Linked DNA regions of Ovis aries: region 2 is linked to region 1. A link is a contact called in public Hi-C data. All regions are on one chromosome and are shown on one strand. Each heading gives the region's core, a stretch centred on a gene start, on an enhancer-like site or on the middle of the called end of the contact. The rest is flanking DNA. Distances are from core to core; before and after follow the strand shown.

Region 1 (3,646 bases), core at 827-3,326:
AGCTAACTCACAACCCTTTACCCTGCAGAGCCCTCTCTGTCATGGGATGACCTTGGCAGTCACTCTGCAAGGTGAACAGGAAGGAGAAAATGCATCTGGATCGGTGAATAAGGGATGAAAGATGAGACAGACTACACCAAGAGTGGTTTTGCAAAAGGAGGCAAAAAGGTGCCGCTCATCAAGGTTTGTGGGCCAGGCACACAGTCTGTGCACTGACAGTGAGCGCACACGTGCTCCAGGAAAAAGAAAGGCTGGCACGGTGTCTCTGATTTTATGATCACCACCCCAGCCACACACACACTTGCTCCTTGGAAGCGCCTGCTGGTCCTCTAGGTACGAGGGGATGGGCACTCAGCATCTCTACATGGGTAAGACTGCTTGAGTTGACTGAAGGAGTGCGGGAGCTGCGGGCACCCGGGGCTGGTGACTCTGCAGGGAGATTGTCTCCTGAGGAAGGTGTTCCCTTCTGAGTCTGTGCTCCCAGTGGCCCATGGCCTGGAAGGCTGCCCGCCTCACCTGGATTCCTTTCCCCAGCCTTCTCCAACACAAACCTCCAAACTGGGATTCAGGGAAGACCAAACAAAACCCACACCTCCACAGGTCCTGTGTATATAGGAGGACAGTGGGAGGAATGTGGCCCCTCCTTTGCCACAGAGCTAGCCCCAATGCCCGGCTCCAGTTAGGGCTTGGCTGGCTGGCAGAGCAGCCATTCCCAACCCACTCCCTCCTCCCAGCTGCCCAGAACTGGGGAGAGATAGGTCTAGAGGACATCTCGGTGTTCAGACTTCCCGGACCACATCATCCCCCCTATCCCCCCGCCCCCGCCACACACACACATACACACAGGGGGCGCACACATACACACAGGGGGCACACACATATACGGGGCGCGCGCGCACACACACAGAAGATGCAAGACTCTAGAGTTACCCGAGGCAAAACAAACAGGAATCAATTCGCCCTAGCGTTTCATCCACGGGGCATTTCCTAAGTTAAACACTGTCTGGGCTGACTCCAGCCGAGGACCGGGGAATGCAGTTTTCCGGACAGATTCCAGCCCTCCTCCTCCCCCAACAGTGTGCCTGGGAGCAGGGAGCACTTCCCGCGCCTTTCATTCCTTGTTTGTCTCAGTCAGATCTCTCAGATGGACACAGCTAAGCTGTTACTAAAATCCGCGCCCGCGACCCGGATCGTGCACCCCTGCTGCGCTAGCGCGCTGGGCTCTCTGAAACACCCGCTTCGAAGCAACCACACAACTCCGGCCTTTACCTTGGCTCACTGCGGCCCAAGGAACCAAAGCGAGGGTCTTTAAGTCAGATCGCACCCCAGCCAGGGATCCCGCCCTACCCGGACTCCTGGCTGACCACGAGCACCCTGCGGCTGCCGCAGCGCCTGGAGCGGACGACGGTAGCCGCGGTCCGGAGAGGTCTTTAAGCGTCGTGGATCCGCCTCCCCCCTCCCTCCCGAGCCCTCTTTGTTTTCCAAATGCCCCAGCGCTGACGTCACCGGGCTGGACGGCAGGCTGCATTCTTTCTAAGTGAGAGCCAGACCGTGGCTCCGGAGAGGATTTTCCAAGGAAGACAAAGAGGAATTCTTGGGCTAGTTAGGGAGGAAAGACACCTGTAACCCCCACCCCCGAACCAAATTAGCCCCCGGGCCCTGCAACTTGAGCTCCAAGCGGCGCCTCCTTCCCAGATCCGTGCTCCCAGACACCCACTCCTATCTGCCCACGGGCTGTCCCCTCCTTCAGCCCCAGCGGACCCCCGCCGCCTGCGAGAGCTCCCAGGGGACCTGCAAGGCGCCCCAGGACGGAGCTGCCCTCGCCGCGCCGGTTGCGGGCAAAGGCGCACCGCTCCTGGAGGACTCAGGGTCCGCTCGGCTTCTGCTCCCTCTCCCGGAAAAGGCTGGGCTGGAGCGCGTCTCTGCAGCCCCGTACACTCCCCAAAGCGCCAAGAGGCCTTTCTTACCGCTGCGGCCAGCGAGTGCTCCGAGCGGTCAAATCCGACGGCTCGGCCCGGCCCGGCTCAGCTCAGCTTGGCGGCGGAGGTGTGCTCTCGGCAGAGGCGCCGACGTTCTGGCGGCTTAGCCCCAGCGCGCAGCCCCAGGGTCGGCCCGCGCCGGAGGCGGCTGCTATGCCAGGAATGTGAGAGTTTCAGGTTCCCCCTCGGGATCAAAGCGAACCACAAATAACCTCGTAGCGCGCCGCCCTCCTCCTCTCTCCGCCTCCTCCAGCTCCCTCCTCCCCGCCCCCGCCTTCCTCCGGGAAGGCGGCGCTGTGGACCTGGCCGCCCCGGCCTCCTGGACTCTCTGCGCCCCTCCCCGGCCAGCGACCTCCGCTCTCCTTAGGAGCTGCTGGAATCCATCTAGGCCCCTTACCGCCCTCAGCCCCGTACCCGGCCTTCCTCTCACTCCTCCAGCTCCATCGGCTGGACGACACCGAGAATGTACGTGGCATGCCCTCGAGAGAGACCCTGGGTGTTGCTGCTGGACGTGGTTGGGGATGAGAGGGGCTTGGTGTGTGTGCGTTGTACAGTGAGAGAAGACTGGAAATATATCCATATCTGCCCGATCCAGACCGTGCCCCAAGCGAAGAGATGACTCTTGCTTCCAGCCGGGAGCCTCGCTGGTTGTCGCTGGCGGCAACCTTTGAATTGCACTTTTATTGTTTACAAACACCTTCACCAGCCCTTTCCGGATCTGTCTCCACAGGAAGTGTGAATCTGGGATGAAAAATCTTCCGGCTAATTTGACCCACTTTACCAGCTGAATCACCCGCCGCCAGGCGATCTGTCCAGCTCTTCCCAAAGAAGGCAGTAAGGGGCACCCCTTTACGGGTGCCAGCACCCGCTTACCGCCTGGTCATCCCGCCAACCTTCCAGTCATCTTGCCAGGGATTTTCTTTTTTTTTATCATCCCTGTCTTATAAATGAGGAAACCAAGGCTCGGAGAGATTAATTAGCTTGCCAAGAGTCACACAGAGAGTAAGTGATGAAGCCAGGTAACCTGTGGGCTGCTCTGCTTCTCATTCCCAAAACTTTTCCACGGCCACCAGAATCCAGGTTACTGCGGTGGACAGGGCAGACTCTGGGAGCTCTCCTCTCTCCATCTGCTCTTTCTCTTTTTTGGTTTCTTCGCTTCCCTCCACACCCCTGTCAGCCAGGGGCCCTCTCTTAGGTCCACTGTTGTGCTCCTGCTCTTCCTTCTCTGGATGGAATTCTGTCCTCTGACCCTTCCTCCCCAGCCTTTGGCACTAGGCTGGTTCATCTGCAGCGGTGGAAACCCCTTCTCCAGAAAGCCTGCTGTGCAAGACCCTCCCCACCTGCAGGCACTTCCCCAACTCTGTGTGCCATTCCTGGGCCCTGACCACACTGGGTCTCTCAACACCTCTATGTGTAAAGCCCAGGCCCCTGTCCACCCTGAGAATCAGGGCTGACTTTCACCCCCAGCCAGGTCTTCTCTGCCGCCCTTCACTGTGGAGGTTGCAATTGCCAGATCCGCTGGAGGGGATTGGGACAAGAAAACTTGATAAGTTCAAAGAGCTATTTACTAGCCAGGGACATTGTTAATTTTTAATAAAACTCTCCCCCAAAATGTGTGTGTGTTTGTGTGATTTACTTGGAAGCCAAATATTGTATCTCAAACACAA
Region 2 (3,809 bases), core at 410-2,909, 150 kb before region 1:
ACATGAAGGCCAGTAAAAGCTAGAGAAAAGGCCCTCAAGTGACAAAATTCAATTAAAAAATCACATTGGTAGAGATATCTTTGATATATTAAGATTAACATAGTAATAGCAAATTACTAATGACTAAAACACCTTTCCCTCAACTTAAAATAGCCAACCAAAAGGCTGTCATTGTTGCTGTTCAGTCACTAAGTCATGTCTGAGTCTTTGTGACCCGTAGACTGTAGCCCACCAGGCTCCCCTGGGATTTCCCAGGCAAGAATACTGAAGTGGGTTGCCATTTCCTTCTCCAAGGGATCTTCCCAACCCAGGGATCAAACCCTCATCTCCTGCATTGGCAGGCAGATTCTTTACCATTGAGCTACCAGCGAAGCCCCAACCAAAAGGTAAAATTTGGAAAAGCATTACAAAGTGAAAAAGATCAAAGCTCAGAATTTCACCATTCAACAGTGACAATGGGGCTGAAATGAGAAGAAAATCCTTGAACCACCCAGGCTCACTGTCTGAATGAGGATAACCTGGGAAATCCTAAAGATGATAGGGAAGGCAACAGAGCAATAGGTTTCAGGGGAATCAGAAGTGTACCAAGAATTTATATTCCCAGACAAATTCTCATCATGTGCAAAGACAATAGATTCTCAAAAAAATACCAATTATGTATCCTCCTCCATAAAAGTCACTCCAAAACATACTGAGACATTAACAGCACTTTTATTTTTAACATGAGATCATCATTTTATACTGAGAAAAGGTTTATCACGCATAATAATTCTAGTATAATAATTATGAATATAGCTCTAAATCAAAATGTAGAATCCAAAAAAATCTCTAAATATTAGAAATGCAAAAAAAAAAAAACCCAATGTAATCAATTTTCCCAAAATAACAGAAATATGAGGAGAATCCAATATATGTTTAATCATGTTACGAAACTATCAGCCTATGGCTGATCTTAGCACATAGATATGTGTATCTCCATCCACAATTAATATGGAGGAGTAGACATGTAGACATATCAAGACCATACTTTTAAAGGAAATTCAATTCTTCCAAAGCAACCATAAGAGATTTAAAAAAAGGTGATCAGCTATAAGGAAAAGCACAATAAGTTTGTAAAGAAGAAAATGTTTAGTCCGCAACCTAACCACAGGGGAGGGAGGGAAAATATAACGTTATAGGTCCTGATGTACCATCTATCTCAAAGAGTTACCTGTATCCTAAGATTTCAACTGCATAAAGAAAAATGAGAACATGGAAAAATGCTGGAAAGATATTTACCAAAGACTCCCAATGCATAGTTAAATAATGTGTACTTTTCTTCTTTTTTACAGTCCTGTATACTTTCCAAATGGCGTATGTTTTTATTCAGATAATCAGGCAATAGTTAGTAAAATAAAAAGAATTTTAAACAAACTGATTTTTTTAAAAAAGATGAAATCTGTAAAGACTATGATACATGTATTCCTGAATGTAATCTTTATTCTTCCCTTCCCCATCATGCTCAAAACAATTTTTAAGAAAGAGAAAAGTAATAGACAATTGAAGACAGGATCTAGGTAATCTACTCCTTTCTAACTGCCACTAATCACTAGTGTTTCCAGTATGACCTAACAATTAAACGCAGTCTCAAAGCAGGGCCAGCAGATGGCAGGGTTTATCACTGTCTAGGAGTGGTGCTGTAGCTTCTGCAGAGAAGTGGGCCATGAGGAATGGTTAGAGAGGGTAGTGAAGGAAACCGTTCATTCAGTGATGCTTTACTCAGGCAGTTGTGCACAAGCCAGGGAAAGGGCAACTTTAAGAGACCAGGAAACAGCCTGGTTCTGGTGGAAGGGAGTGACTAAGAGTAGGTTGGGGTACCCTGATCACAGCAAGGAAGTTCCAAGGGCTGAGAAAAGGACCAAGTCCAAACAGGCCGTTTCAATGAGTGCCTTATTTAGAAAAGCACCAGCACAGCCACAAGTAACAAGTGAGAAAAAAAAAAAATCATAGTAATGTTAATATCCTCGAGGATAAAGGGAGGGAAATAATGAAAACAACTCACTGAGGCTCATCTTACAACTCAGTGACTCCAACAACCCTAACGGGTCAAAGGTCCTATAAGTAAATCTCAATGATATAAAAAGAGAAGAGGATGCTGAGTCACTATTCTAGGGCAAAATAATCAAAAATCAAAGTAACAAATGAAGGATATATGCATGATAAAAGCTGGTCCCCTAATGAACAATCCAAAAAGGAAATAAAGAAAACAATTTCAATCAATTAAACTAAGAGATAAAAAGTTTTATACACTGAAAACTACAAAACTGCTGAAATTAAAGAAGACCTAAGCAAACGGAAAGACATCCCATCTTCATGCACTGGAAGACTTATTATTACTATTGCTAAGGTAGCAATACTACCCAAAGGGATATAGCAGTACAATCCCTATCAAAATTGTAACTGCCCTTTTTGCAGAAAATAGAAAAGTAGATTCTCAAATTAATATGGAAATGCAAGTAGCCTCCAACAGCCAAAAGAGTCTTGAAACAGAACACGTCTGAGTTACGTTTTCCAGCTGCAAAACTTACAATAAAGCCAGAGAAACCAAGACAGTGTGGTAACAGCATAATGACAGATCTCTAGACTGATGGAAGAAAACTGAGAGTAAGGAAATAAGCCTATATATTTCTACCCAATTGACTTTTTTCCTTAGTTTTTTTTTTTTTAATTTTAATGGAGTACAGTTGACTTACAATGCTTTGTTAGTTTCAGATATATGACACAGTGATTCAGTTATACATTCATTCTTTTCTAGATTCTTGAATATAGATTATCCGAGAATATTGAGTAGAATTCCCTGTGCTATACAGTAGGCCCTTGTTGCTTATCTATCTTTTCGATTAATTTTTACATAGCTTAAGTTCAATAGTTAAAAAGTTTAAAGTTTTAAAGTTTTACACAATTGATGCAGGTATAATCAGGCCTTTAATATAAAATATTGTGCAACCAGAGATATCGGTCACTTAGCAGTTATTGCTTCTTCCCAATCAGCATAAAAGACTTAGCCAATTAATGCAGAATTTAAGGAACCAGAAAAACACTAATTTTAAACAAACTACAAAAATATCTTGCAATGAAATTGGCAATGTTTCTCTATGCAACTTTTAAAAGGGGAAATGTGTTCTGTAGGGTAAATTTAGGTTTCTTGGCAGAGTGTTTCAATCATGTGTAAACATTGGCTCCATTAGCTAGTATTGGAACAGAACAAAACCCATAGTTATTTTAACCATCATCAAAAGTGGTACTCAGTTCCTCAGGAACTATACGGTAAAGGATGTGTTATGATGCACGGCAAAGAAGCAATAGATAGGAGGGAGTGGGGCACAAGGGCAAACCTGGGAACCCCTGTAAGGCCAAGGCTGTTCATGACCTCAAAAATCCACCTGATGTCCAAGTAGACATCTAGCCTACTGATTTTTGGCAAGTGTGCCAAGACTGCTTAATGGGGAAAGAACAGCCTCTTTAACAGATGGTCCTGGGACAACTGGATATCCATATGCAAAAAGAATGAAATTACCTCAGCCACATATAAAAACTGACTCAAAATAAATCAACCACCTAAATATAACACCTAAAACTATAAAACTCTTAGAGAAAAGTATAGGGATAAAATTTTATGACCTTGGATTTAACAATGGATTCTTAAATATGACGCTAAAAGCAAGAGTAACAGAAGAAAAATAGATAAATTGGACTTCATAAAACCCTCTGCACATCCAAAGCCATTATCAAGGTGAAGACAACCTAGAAAATGGAGGAAAATGTTGCAA

Evidence for each region. Hi-C and Micro-C count contacts between places; a contact is called where the count stands out from the background.
Region 2: a contact with region 1 is called in a Hi-C map of hypothalamus, with 4 times the contacts expected there. The contact joins the enhancer-like site here to the promoter of AMOTL2 in region 1. A contact is called at or near these places in 5 of 16 Hi-C or Micro-C datasets (hypothalamus, liver, muscle and 2 more).

Annotation. Positions count from the first base shown.
Region 1 is chr1:255,603,541-255,607,186 of ARS-UI_Ramb_v3.0, reverse strand. It overlaps AMOTL2 (angiomotin like 2), which reads right to left and starts at 2,076. Exons shown (of 10, transcript XM_042236885.2): 1 at 1,968-2,076.
Region 2 is chr1:255,748,846-255,752,654 of ARS-UI_Ramb_v3.0, reverse strand. All of the region lies in intron 1 of RYK (receptor like tyrosine kinase), which reads right to left. Among named protein-coding and RNA genes, the nearest start is that of RYK, 19 kb to the right of the region's middle. Within about 2 kb of position 1,659, at least 9 of the 54 cell types and tissues checked have an H3K27ac peak or open chromatin away from gene starts, as enhancers often do. A contact at or near this core is called in hypothalamus, where this site is marked.